Regions from separate parts of the Mus musculus genome. Here region 1 is linked to region 2. A link is a contact called in public Hi-C data. All regions are on one chromosome and are shown on one strand. Each heading gives the region's core, a stretch centred on a gene start, on an enhancer-like site or on the middle of the called end of the contact. The rest is flanking DNA. Distances are from core to core; before and after follow the strand shown.

Region 1 (6,709 bases), core at 822-3,321, 530 kb before region 2:
AAAGAAGAGAGAAAACGAGAGGAATAAAAGCAACACAGACAGGGAAGTACTTTGAAAATTGAGCTATTTCAGACTCCACAAATGTAGACTCAAATTATCACATAGTGGAAAAGTCACCGTTAGCCTTCGGGGGAGTCTGCTATTATTCTGGTACTGTGTTCCGTTTTGATAGTGAGACATGGACACAGTGGGGTAATGGCTGACTGGGTGAGTATGGGATTGCACTCCTGGAAGTTTATGCTGGCTCAGAGATCACCTGACAGCCGTGCTTCTGCCCAAGCCACCCCGCAGAGGACATTGCTATAGCTCCTGCTCCCCTACCCCCAGCTCCACCATATATGCAAGCACAGCCCCTCCCCTGAGCTCCTGGGGCACTGCTCAGTACACTTCCCTCAGCCCTGTCATTTCTGACAACCCAGGCCTCCAGGAGGGGTGGGGCATACCACTGTTATCTTTGTGCCTCTAGATCAAGTACAGAGCCTGACATAACTGCTAACTTTGATGCTCAGCTTTTCTTCAGTCTGTCCCACCTTGGTCAGAGTCCCTAAGGGGTAGTATGCTACTTTCTTGTCATTGTGAAGGAACACCTCACAGAAGCAATGAAAAGGAGGAAGGACTCATTTGGGGTTGATGTTTGGAGACACCAGTCCAGCGTGGCAGGGACAGTGTGGCAGCTGAGGGGGCTTTCAGAAAGGTTTGCTCATGTTTTCGTGGATGGTTTAGGAAGCACAGAGCTCAGGCTGGAACCAAGACAAATATATCCTCCAAGGTTTCCCTCCAGCAACCTGCCTTTGCTAGATAAGTCCCATGTCACAAAGGTTCCTCAATGTCCCCAAATGGCAGCACCAGTTGGGTCCGAACATTCAACAAACGTATGTGCGTGAGTGTGTGCGTGCGTGTGTGTGGATGTGTGTGTGTTTGTATGTCTGTGTCTTTCTGTATGTATATGTGTGTCTGTGTCTCTCTCTGTGTGTTTACACATGTGTCTGTGTGTGTATCTCTCTGTGTATGTGTGTGTGTATGTCTGTGTACGTGTGTGTCTGCGTCTCTCTGTGTATATGTGTGTGTGCATGTGTCTGTATCTGTGTGTGTGTGTATCTCTCTGTGTGTATGTGTGTGTGTGCCTGTGTCTGTGTGTATGTGTGTACATGTGTGTTTGTGTGTGTCTGTGCTTGTGTGTGTGTTTCTGTGTGTGTATGTGTGTGTGTTTGTATGTCTGTGTCTTTCTGTGTGTATATGTGTGTCTGTGTCTCTCTGTGTGTATGTGTGTGTGCATGTGTCTGCATCTGTGTGTATCTATCTGTGTGTGCGTGTGTATAATTCAGATTTAAGCCACATCAGCAGAGAAAGAGTAAGGACAAAGAAATAACAAATGATAAGCAAAATGTCATAAAACTTCAGGTGTGGGGTCTCACCCCCCAACACAGCCAGGTTTCAGGCTACTTCCTGTCTTTCCCTGTCTACACAGAAAGTGGATAAAGCATGGCTGCTGATTTGCTTGTCTCTTAATGACAAAAACCCACCAGTGACCTCCCAAGCCTGGCAGGGAAGGCTTATCGCCATAGTAATGTTTGAGTGGAAGCCCACGGGGTCTGAAATAGCCCAGTTTTCCAAGTCCTGTGTCTTTATCCCGTTTGCCTTAGTCCTCAACTAAAGCACAGAGATGTCCTGTGTACCCCCCTCCTCAGCCCCCCTCCTCAGCCCCAGGTTTCTCCTGAAGACTATCTCCTAAGAGCCCAACACTCCACTTCTCCCTTCCGCGCTGCGGTAATGGAGAAGTAAATGAGGCGGCAGCCCTGCTGTCTCAGGCGCCCGCTTCCGTTTTCATGGACGTCTACCATCTGGCAGTCAAGTCCAAGGAGGTGCAGAAATGACAAGCATGGCTAGGAGAGAGGTGGAAGGGAGGGAGAGCAAGAGAGGGAGAGCAAGAGAGGGAGAGGGGAGGGGGAGCGGAGGGGGAAAGGGAGAGAGAGAGAGAGAGAGAGAGAGAGAGCAATCCTCCTCTTGACAGAAATCGGAAAGCAGTTTCCTGTTAACCTTTATCACCAAGACAACAGACTGGAAAATCCTGGAGGCTTGGGGCCTGGCATGTGTTTGTTCATAACCTTGGGCGTTTAATTCATCCTGAACTTTCGATCTGTGCTAGGAAACTCTGAAGTGAAATGTCTGGATGAAAAGAGACCCGAGACATCTCTATTCCCACCCTGGCCGGGCACAAGGTTGAAGAGATTTCTGGGGAAATGAGGGGACTCGATGGTTTGCAAGAAAAGTTGAGGTTGCCCTTTCCTCTCTCCCCCTCCAAAAAACTAGGTCTGGTGCTTTTATGAACATCTGGTTTGTGGTCCTCTGTGTCAGTAGGGGGCACTGTTGCTCCTCCTTAACTGCCCATGTAGGGAAGGGATGGCTTCCTCAAACAGTTTACAAAGAACCTTCTGAGTTTCTGAGTGAGTCCAGGGAAAACAAAAGATGTATCTTCCGCTGCAAGGGTCTATACAGGCAACCCCAAGTCTGCTCGGCATTAACCGTATCTTTACAATGCGTGAATGTCTGGGCCTTGCTGGCTTCAAAGTCAGCCAGTTCATACAGCTAGTAAGCTACCCATGGCCATCAGAGCTCTAACTCTCAAATATGACTAAGGGGCCCAAAGTCTCACTTCTACAACCTCTACTGACTCTCAAATGCTGCCACCATCTCTTCTCTCATGGTCCCCTACCTTTCTGACCAGAGACATGTTCCAGATGACATGGGAAAGGCCCTAGGTTGGAAAGCCCATTGAAATCATAGTCATTTAAATTAGCCAATCCCAAGCCTGTTTTCCCAGCGCGGCAGTGGCTTTCCATAGAAAGCCCAGTAGAGGATACTGCCTTCTTTTCCCCCCTTTGCCTCCCAACTCTCCCGGCACCATGTGACATCACCTCTTCTCCTGGGCTCTGTCACAGGACACTTTCAACCCTTGATCTGTTGGCTTCATCATACTTGAACAGCAAGGCAAACCCCTCCCTGTGTGTGAATGCACTTGTGTCTGTGGAGGATAGAGGAGTGCTTGGCAGAGTCATCTCTCTCTGTCCACCACCTGGGTTCCAGGGAGGGAACTCAGGTCACCAGGCCTGGCAGCTGTCAGGCCCAAAGGAAACTCCATTTCCCTGAATTCTGGTGGCTAGACAAAAGCCAGCATTCCCCAGGAACCCATGAAGCTGCTTCCCTCTCTACCAAAGAGCCATCCCCTTATCACTGGCACAAGGCACACATCTGTGGTGCTTACTCATATACTAAAGTGCACGCTGGCTTCCAGGCTCCCAGCATCACAAGTACAAGCACACATTTCAGAGTCCATGCTAGCATCCTGGCTCTTCTCAGCGCTGCCTTTAGCTCATGGGCTTCCCTCCCCAGATACTCACTTCTCTTTATAGCCCTGCTATTTCAGCACCCCCTCTCCATTTTGCTCCATGTTGGTCTTCTCCTTCTCTTTCTCTCTCCTCTAACCCCATGGTCAAAGCCAGTCTGCTGGTCGTGTTCTATTGCCTTCTCTGCTCTATGCTCTTCCAGATGCCTCTGGCTGTTTTCTTCCTCACACCTATAATAAACCCTTCCCCTTAACCATACCTTTGAGCTGGCCATGCCCTCAGCTTATTCAGTCTTACTCCCCCCCTCCCCCGCCCCGCGCCAGTCATTTCTCCAGCCCACAAAATGTACATATTAAAATAAGTTATTTTCCACACACACCAGGGATAATCTTAGTGCTTTCTTCTGAGCTGAAAGGAGCAACCGTCTAGGCTGAGGTCAAAGCCAGCCAGAATGGTAACCTCCAGGAGCCATGTCACACCCACAGCAGCTCAGAGGACTCGGGACTCAGTATTTTATCCTAGTCTGAAGTTGAGGTATGTACTCCATTCTGGTTGCTTGAATGATTATACATCTAGACCTGCCTGCAGCCTTGGGGAATGGCATCTCTTTTTTACCTCACAGAGGCTATGAGCTAAGGCTGTAACACACTGACCTCTATCCAGATGACGTCAGCCAGCGAGAGCTCTGCCAGGCCCCTGCCCTGCTGCCACTCTTGCAGCTAGCTACCTCTTGGCACTTGGGGAACCACTGAATATTTACAGCAAATGTTAATTAAACGGGCCAGTGGTTTCATTTTGTAATGAACACAAATGTCACATTTGGAACGCTGACTTTCGGTGGTGAAGAGGGGGTGATAATAATGTGGATGGTAAGCTGTGGATTTCTGCAGCCAAGTGCCTCTGATGCTTAGGATTTCAGAGGCTTTACTTTGTAACCAGGGACCCAGCTGAATTAAGGCAAGGTCGGGTTAGCTAGGCACCTCCAATAAGACACCATTGTCCTTTCAAGGAACAGGAAGTAGCAACTATAGTCTCAATCACGGAGAGAGACATCTTCAGGGCCAGAGAATCTTCTTCTAGATAATAGCCAGTCCCTTGTTGTCGATTTCCTATTGTTTATTTCAGTTTGTTGTTCATAAAACTCAAGGTCTAAAGAGATAAATCTAATATTTATTCTCCCACAAACACAGCGGCTAAATTTGGGGATTTAACTGAATACACACTTCACGGCACTCTCCTGATATGTAGGAATTTTTCCAAGCACAAATCTGGGCCCACAAATATGCATAGACTTCCTTGGCTATGTAGCTATGTTTTCCTCCCATTTCCTTTTTCTGGACCCGTTTTATTAGATTGCCAGACCTTGTCTTACAGCAGTCACAATGGCTGGGCAAGCTCTTGATTAGCATGGTCAGAGGGGAGCAGGCAGAAGTGAAGCTGAACAGGTAGGTGGAGGTACACGCTAATGATAATGGGGGATCATTAGCATCGAGCATTCTAGAAAGGTGCCCAATGGCAGCAGAGGAGGAGGGGTGGAGGGCCAAGGCCAGAAGCAGAGTTGAGCAGAGAGAACAAAGCTCTGGGAGTGGGTTAGAGAAGCAGGTAGAAATTGCAGCCAATGGCGCATGCTTGGCAAGTGGGGTGGGGGTAAATCTAAGATGCAGAAAAGTAAAAGCAGCAAGAACAAGAAAGGCACGGGTGGAAGGGTGGGCCGTGGGCTGATTCTCAGGGACCTGGGTTGTGGAGGGGAGGCGCTGGTGTAGGAGCATCCGTGTCAGTTACAGGGATGATGGACTGCTGTGGAACATGTGTGTGAGGGGCAGGAAAGTAATGACGTCAATGGGTTTAGGCTGCACTCCGATGCATAGCCATAGTAGCTGAGGGGACCCTGGGATATCGACAGAGGTCAGGGATGGTGAGTGGGGGTGGAACTTTCAGTGAAGTGAGGGTACTGGGAGCCAGGGACGAGCATGCACACACACACTGGAAGAGTAAGGGGAGAGACAAGTGAGGGAAACACCAACATGGAGCCGAGCAGGGGAGCCTGTGGCAGAGCCATGCACGGAGACAGAAGATTCGGATTAGAACCTCACAGCACCACAGACTTGAAAGCCCAGCAAGGTAAGCTTGGTCAGCCACAGCCAGGGCCACAGAGGGCCATGTCAGAGGGGCGGACGGCTACAAGCTGAGAAAGCAGTGACACACGTCATGAGGGAGGGAGCAGAGAAAGAGCAATGGCTGGGTGCACCATGGGAGAGGACTTCCTTCAGGCAGTGAGAGAAGATGTGCCCCTAATGAGGATGAAGCCAGGATGAAGTAGCCGAGCAGTGAAGAGCTCTGAGGCAGGGGGACAGCTGGAACCTAAGTGCTTGCTGCAGCTTTGGTATTATTGAACGAAAAGGGAAGAGTGACTTCAAGAGGATGAAGCAAGTCTTCTGAAGGATGTGTGTACATGAATATGTATTTGTGTGACTTTGAATATGATATGTGTATGTGGTGATTGTATCATATTTATGTGCATTTATCTGTATGTTTTGCATGTGTGTATGTTTGTGTGTATGTGTAGGTGTTGTACATATGCATGTTTATATGTGTGTTTATATGTGTACAGTAGACGGACACGGGGTCTACAAAGATGAAGCTGATATAATCAAGTCGGTAGGGAAGGAGGTAGGTTGATGGAGTGCATTCATTCACGTTGGCTTTTGTTTTCTCGGACAAATCATAAGGGACAGCATCTTCTTCCAGCAAAAGGGGACATCATTAGAGAAGCAGCAAATTCTAGACAGAGCTCTTCTGTGAAGCTAGCTCACTGCGGTGGAGAATCTGCCTTCTCTCTTGGAGAAAATAAATGAGCAGTTTGTTCGGGTGCTGCTTGGGCAAGCTGAAAAGGGAGGCTCAGATCAGAGTGTACTAGACTCCTGCGGCCAGGACCTGGATGACAGCTACCTGGAGACACTGATGCAGGAGTTGATGTGACAGCACATAAGGGGCTGAGTTCAGGGAGGAAACAGGAGAGAAAAGGGTAGAGAGAGGCTTTGCATTGGAGAATCCATGGACTTACAAACAGGAAGAGGATCAGGGGAGAGCTCAGGACGTGCAGTCCACACAAGAGGATGAACAACAGCATCACAGAACCACAGAACCACGGAAGCAGGAGGTTAGGGGAGAAAAGAGAACGGGCGGCCCAGTTACAAATGCTTTGGACCTGATGAGCTCAAAGCACTCAGGTGAGGCTGTGTTTAGGAAAACACTAAACTCAGAAAATTGCCACCTTCTGGAAAGGGCAGGAGCTGGAAAGGAAAGACTATCTGTTGTCTAACTCGTACAGAGAAAGAGCAGGCAAGAATTCATGAGCTGTGCTT
Region 2 (7,055 bases), core at 3,272-5,771:
TCCATTGAGCTTGTATGATTAGGAAAAAGTCCTTCCCAAATAAACGCAGGGGCTGTCTGTTAAAGGGATATACAGCAGAAACACAGTAGTCCATACAAACAGTGGTCACTGTGTGCTAAAGGAAGGGTCCTTCCCAATGTTTTCCATACTCATGGACATTTTGAGATACTTTTTATGGCATCCTAATGACAGCCATTTATTTTGTGATCTACCATGAAAATAGATTCAGAAGAATAAGGGCAAGTGCTCATGGGTAGTAAGAAAATTCATTCCTGTCCTGAATATCAGAGCTTTCTATTGGTGTCTCTGCTGCACTTTAGTGACACCCAAGGGGGCTAAGTGTGGATGGTGAGTGTAAGCCTATTTGTCCCTCAAACAGAAGTTAGCAGCTTCATCACTGGCCCCAGTTGGCCATCCCTAAAGGAAGTCCTAAGTCACTTCTCTGTGGAACCCCACTAGCTTCCCTTGAATGTGAACTTCCTCACCACTGAAGAGTTAGTGTGATACATTTTTAACATTTTTTATTTACATTGGTGTTCTGCCTCCATGTAGGTTTGAGTAAGGATGTCAAATCACCTGAAACTGGAATTACAAACAATTAGAACAACCATGTGAGTGCTGGGATTTAAACGCCAGTCCTTTGGAAGAGCAGCCAGCCCTCTTAACAGCTATCTCTCCAGCCTTGTGTGATAACATTTTTTAAACAAGGGTATCTATTGCATCTGGATGAGATTGCTTTGTCCTCATGTCTAGAGAATCCTAAGTGTGTAGTTTTGATGTCCTTGTATGGATTACTGGATGGAGATGAGGAATCTCAATCTGACTCCCGAGTCTGTTCTGTTGACATTCAATTGGAGTACCTGATTCCTGTAGTAAATGTCCACTGGTCAGCAAATCCCAAGATCCTTAACGAGTACAAAGTGATCCAGTGAAATAGTGGACTTAACATTTTTGAAAGGAAGAGTAACATTTCTACTGAACAGGACAGAGACCTGACCAACACTCTCTCCTTGACCGATCTCCTTTAAGCTCTCAAGGTCCCTAAACTTGGGCTCTGTCCTTGGCGTTTTCCACCCAGTTTCAGCAATAATACTACTGTAACAGTTTGCCAAAAGCTCCTTGCTCTTTTTAAAGTTTTAATATATGTATTCATTTTTACTTTATTTATATGTAGAGTGTTTTGCTTACTTATATGTGTACCACATGTGTTCCTGGTTCCTGTGGAGGTCCAAAAATGGGGCACTAGATTTCCTGGGGTTGGAGACAATGGTGAGCTTCCACATGGGTTCTGGGCAATGAAGTCAGGTTCTCTATAAGAACAGCAAATACAGTTAACTGCCAAACCATCTCTTCAGCCTCCCAGCCCCCTCATACCCCTCACTGTCGATTTTGGTGAAATTCTTCCCCTGCTATCAACAAAAGCCATGCTGACTTGGCCTAGCAAGTACCTTTCAAGAAACAGGAACCCTTACACACTGCTGACAGTGCAGCCATTAGAAAATCTGTACAGAGGTTCCTCAAAACCCTGAAAATAGATCTATCATGTGATCCAGCTATAGTGCTGCTGGGTATTTGCCCAGGAGAATCTGGGAATGCAAACGATATACTCACTCCATGTTTACTGAAGCACAGTCAACAATGGCTAAGTGACATACTCTAGCTGCCCACCATCCGGTGACAAGTTAAAGGAAATGTGTCTATATATACAATAGCTTCATTCAGCTCCAAAGCTGAACAAAATTATGCCATTTCAGGAAAAAAATGAATTAGACTGTTATACACTGTGTGTGTGCTTGCGTGTGGGGGGGGGGGCGGGGGTCAGGGCATGCATGAAATCAGAAGGTAAACCAGAGAGACTAAGGAAATCACTGAGGAGGAGGTCTGGGAGTGAAGAAACAAATATGAAGTACAATTAGATACAATGCATATAATCTATTACTTTCTATGCTCACCAAAAATTATTCTATAAAGGACTATATATCCCAGGTAATGACTTAGTGTGTCCAGTGATGTTGTTTTCTATTTTAATATCATTTCTCTTTTTTATTAAAAATTTTCATAGAGTATTTTGATCATATTCTTTGCCTTCCTACAACTCCTCTCAGATCCTTCCCATATCCCTATCCATTACAATAGCAAAACAAAACAAAAAGTACACACACACACACACACACACACACACACACACATACACGCGCGCGCATGCGCACGCGTGCCCACATAAAGTTCATTTTGTGTCAGGCATGGGGCCTGCCCTGGTGCGTGGTTGATACACTTACTGACACTCCATTAGAGGAATCTAATTTCCCCTCCCCTGCATGGTATCAACTGTAAATAGCTTCTTGGTTAGAGATGGAACCTTATGTCTGCCTCCCCTTCTCAATGCAGGGATTTTGTCTGGTTTGAACCTCCGCAGGTCCCTGTATGCTGCCACAGTCTCCGTGAGTTCATATGTGTATCCATCCTGTTGTGTCTGGAAGACACTGTCTCCCTGGAATCATCTCACACCTCTGGTTCTCAGAATCTTTGCACCTTCTCTTACACTGAGATCCCTGTACCCAGAGGAAAGGAGTTGGATGAAGCTCTCCTGCTTAGGACAGCGATCCAAAGTCTCTCACTCTGCATATTCTCTGTCTGCTTGTGGCTGTCTCTGTGTTAACACTGCGAAAAGAAGCTTCTCTGAGGAGGGTAGGTCTCTTAAAATAACATCCCCTAGGCTTGCTGTTTCTTTCTTCTCCATAGTGACTCATCAACAGCCTCGCCTTGCCTTTTGGCTTCCAATGTTATTTGTTCTTGTGCTTGGGAGTAAAATTAGGTAGGCCTTTCTTTCGTCCTACAAAACCCCATTGTAAAACACACACAAACATTCACAGACATATACACACAAACGCACACATAACACCCTCACATACATACACAGATATACACATACAAACATATACACATAAACACGAATACATACACAAGCATACACACAGAACACATATACAAACATGCATATACACATAGCATATTCACACACATGCACACACACACATACTCACACAAACATGTACACACATAACATACTCTCACACACACATACTCACATAAACATATACACACATAACATACTCTCACACACACATACTCACACAAACATATACACACATATAAACACACAAACACACGCATACATACTTTGACATGAGTAAAACCTTTCTTAAAATGTTAAAAATAAATAAGGTTCCTTTAATGAACTCTTTCACTATCCCACCTGTTTTCTGTCACACTGTTGATAGATATACTTCTTAAAAACAAACTCAGGTTGAGGACGCAGGAAAGGAAATCAGAATTATTTGACTCATCACATGCCATCATATAATGCTTGAGCCATTGTTCCTTCTCCTAAGATCCAACATATCAGAGCCACTGCTACAATGAGTTTAAGCAACATGAAGAGTTAACCAGCAGCAGTTTCTTCTTGACCAGAGCCTGGGGCCAATGTCACAGGGATTTGTAAAATCCCCAGACCCTCCCCTAACATCAGAGTCACACAAATGCAGGCCAGCTTGCTCCCCTGTCATTGTCACACTTGAGTAGAAGACATAAGATGGCTGCCAGGTTTGGGCACCATCACATCCTTACCCTCTTTCCTGTGTAAGTGGGACCATTGCCAGAGTACATCTTTATCCCATTGGCTGCCAAAGACTGGCTGTTTCCGGGCTGTCTTGTAAGGTTTGAGCCACAGTAGAAGAGGGTGGCTAGACCACACATTACATATGTGTGATCCTGTGCTAGTGCCAATTAGCAGCATGTGTTGTTGATCCTATTTCAAATGTCAGCAGCATCATGGGATAGAGAGGATGGAGAGGTAATGTACAGGCAGAGTGCTATGTGCTATTGTTAGACAGGACTGTAGCCCATCCCAGGAACAGGGCTACAAGAACAAAGCCATGGCAGAAGGATGCTTGCAGGGTTAGAGAATTGTCTCCTACCTCAAACATATTGACAAGACAGGTAGTCTGGTAGTTCCACCCATGGGCTGGGAAATGGCTCCTCTGATTTTTCTGGAGTGTTCAGTCCCTAATGTTAGCGTAATCACCGCAGAAACAGCATCACAAAGAGTTAAATCTCAGAACACAGAACTGCCAGACATCAGGAGAAGAGAGGCAAGCAGACTGGTACTGTACGCCTAAAGAAGCAACCATGGCAAAGTTATACAAATTAGGGATCGCTTTCTGAGCCCACCCTCCTGAAAAAGACTATGGCAACAAAGAAACAGCTTCTGGTCTCTGACAGACACTGCAGTCTACTTCTGTGTATCCATCCTAGCCCCTTCATGTGTCTTTTTATGTTGCAGAGGCTCAAATGTCAAAAGCAACATTATTTCTGAGGCTTTCCTGCATCTGTGACCTTGGTGTGATTTTGGGTCCAAGCGATTCATGCCAGATATAAATATAGGATGATTATGAAGAGAGATGGGAGGGTGGCAATCTTCCATCTTGCTGGCACAAATCACGACAGACAGGATGACTCTACAACCAGGCTTCCTGCCTCCAAAATCTCTGCAGCAGAAGCAGCCACCTACCCACACTGTGCAGAGGCAGTGTGACTCCCAGGGATTCCCTGGTGCTGCTCAATTCCTGTCTGTTGCGGCCCACCAGCCGCTCACATGTCTGGGTTCTAGTCTGGAAAGGCATCTTGGATACTGGAAGAGAAGAGGGGGCTAGGCGGTGCGATAGAGATGGAACCAAGACAACCACTCTGATCAAGGTTCAATTTTACTGTTCCCGACACTGGGTTATGAAGCAGGGGAAGGGACCCATTCCAGCCAAATCATCCTGGAGTAAAGTTGCAGGTGACCACGTGTTTGGCTCCGGAACAGCAGGGCGGCAGGCAGCAGCAGTGGGAGTGGCAGAACGAAAGGGCGGCAGGCTCCGCCCCATGCTCTCTTCTTGCTCACAGTGAAACCTGAGCTGAGGGTGTGTGTGTGTGTGTGTGTGTGTGTGTGTGTGTGTGTGTGTGTTACACCTGTCCACTGGTTTCTTTGTAAGACATCTACATACTGTATCAAATCCTTCTGCTCCAGCTAGGTGAGATGGTTCGATATATATGAATTCTAATTAACACACTACTCAACCCATCCTCATTTCACCCCAGTTTTTAGGAGAAGAGAGAAGACACAATCTCTCTGTCTCTCTCTGTCTGTCTCTCTCTCTCACACACACACACACAGAGAGAGAGAGAGAGAGAGAGAGAGAGAGAGAGAGGGAGAGGGAGAGGGAGAGGGAGAGGGAGAGGGAGAGGGAGAGGGAGAGGGAGAGGGAGAGGGAGAGGGAGAGAGAGAATCTTTAAGATGTGTGAAGAGTCTGGTGTGAGGGAAAGGGAAGCCCTCACATTCCCTCATCACAGCAGTGTTGGCAGTGAAAGGTAAAGAAGTGGCCAGATGAAAAATGAGCCAAAAAAGACTTCTGCATATTTTTTTATACTTATCACATTTTCTTAATAAAAGAAGTATTCACATATTAGGAAATGTAAAAGCCTTGGAGATGAACTCTCTCCAAGCAAATTAGACTTAAGACTTTCTTCTATCTGAGGATTTTGCCTGAGCCCTGAGACCCCATGTTCTGATTGGATGTCATCCCAAGTAATACTGAGCAGAAGCAAAAGAAGAGATGGGGTAGAGCCTGAGAGCTGAGTGGCATTTGGATAGTCCTAGTCTCTGTGTCTTGTGCTTTTTCCTCTTGAGCATATAACCGAATATATACCTTATGACAGTTGAAACTAATTCACTTGAAGGTTAGAGTTCAGAAATCTGAAACTAAAGAGTTGGCCCCATGGTACCCTCTGATGGCTTTGAAATGGAAACCATTCCATGAATCTCTCCTAATTCCTGATGGTGTCCAAAAGGCCTTTGTGCTCCTTGGCCGATAGCAATGGGACACCAATCTCTAGTTGCACTGTTACCTGACATTCTTTCCATGGGAATGTCTGTGTCTTTTCTTCATATTAGAATTGTGGAAGGAGGGACCACTCTTAAAGGGGAAACTTCTGGTTTCTTTAGAAAGTCAGTTAAGTCAAGTGATGTTTTGCTGGGGCACACAAGTAAAAGGATATTTTGCTAAAGCAGCCACGTGAAAGAATGTTTTGCTGAAGCAGACAAAGGTGAAAGAAATGATACTTTGCTAAAGCATATCATGCTTCACATATCATGAAAAGACACATGATGCTTAGAAGTAATATAAATATAACACAACAGACGATGGATGATGCTGGATGGTATTGGTATGCCTTACCATTGTTTATTGATCATCATTTGTCGTGACTCCATAGAGAGAAGCATACCAAAATGCTGGTGGTGTTCTGGTGGCTTCTTGCTGCTTTCTCAGACTTGGGCCATCTGGCAGAATGATGTGGAAGGTTCTGGATCTATCAGCTGATACAGACTCCCATGGAGCATTGCTAAGACAGACTCAGAGTGTTTTGCTGAGGTAAGACCTATGAGGGGCAAGACCTGTGGGAGGGCACATGATGTTTGGAGGGAGTATAAATAGGTCTCAATGGACAGTGAGAGCAGGCTTGCATGGTTAGCTTTGCTTTGCTGGTCTCATGTCTTTATCTCTTCTGAAAGAGGCACACCAGAGAACTTCTGGTGTCCCTGCTGGCCCTGGTAACTCCTGCTGACTCTTGCTCATTAGGTGGAGGCCTGGCTGTTTCTGCTGGATCATGCTACTGCTGCTGATTCATGTTTGTTCTCCTGGCACTACTGAACTGGACTGCTGATAGCCTGACAATTGGAGATTGAAATCACCACAAGGAACTACTTCTAAACAACATACAGCAGAGCTTTGGGCCTTCTTCTGGATCGACCTGCTTTTGCTGATTCCTGTGAACTAAACTGCTGATAGCCTGTCAATGTGAATTGGATTTGCTCCAAAGAACTAGCTCTAAACAGATCCACTTCCCCCATATCCTAGTAACTTTTCTTTTCTGCTACCTCTAGTGGATGGTTGGGCTAGAAGGGAGGTTAAGGCATGTAAAAACCCTTATTAAAAATAAGTTTTAAAAACAAA

Evidence for each region. A called contact is a pair of places that touch in the nucleus more often than the background predicts.
Region 1: a Hi-C map of cortical neurons shows a contact between it and region 2, with 6 times the contacts expected there. The contact joins two enhancer-like sites. A contact is called at or near these places in 1 of 484 Hi-C or Micro-C datasets (cortical neurons) and 1 of 115 datasets of contacts at active chromatin or transcription factors (pancreatic cancer cells).

Annotation. Positions count from the first base shown.
Region 1 is chr2:4,488,388-4,495,096 of GRCm38.p6, reverse strand. The region is part of intron 4 of Frmd4a (FERM domain containing 4A); the gene reads right to left. All of the region lies in intron 3 of Gm39751 (a long non-coding RNA gene), which reads left to right. Among named protein-coding and RNA genes, the nearest start is that of Gm39751, 22 kb to the left of the region's middle. Within about 2 kb of position 2,071, at least 75 of the 459 cell types and tissues checked have an H3K27ac peak or open chromatin away from gene starts, as enhancers often do. A contact at or near this core is called in cortical neurons, where this site is marked.
Region 2 is chr2:3,956,052-3,963,106 of GRCm38.p6, reverse strand. No RefSeq gene overlaps it. Among named protein-coding and RNA genes, the nearest start is that of Gm52545, 72 kb to the left of the region's middle. Within about 2 kb of position 4,521, at least 29 of the 459 cell types and tissues checked have an H3K27ac peak or open chromatin away from gene starts, as enhancers often do. A contact at or near this core is called in cortical neurons, where this site is marked.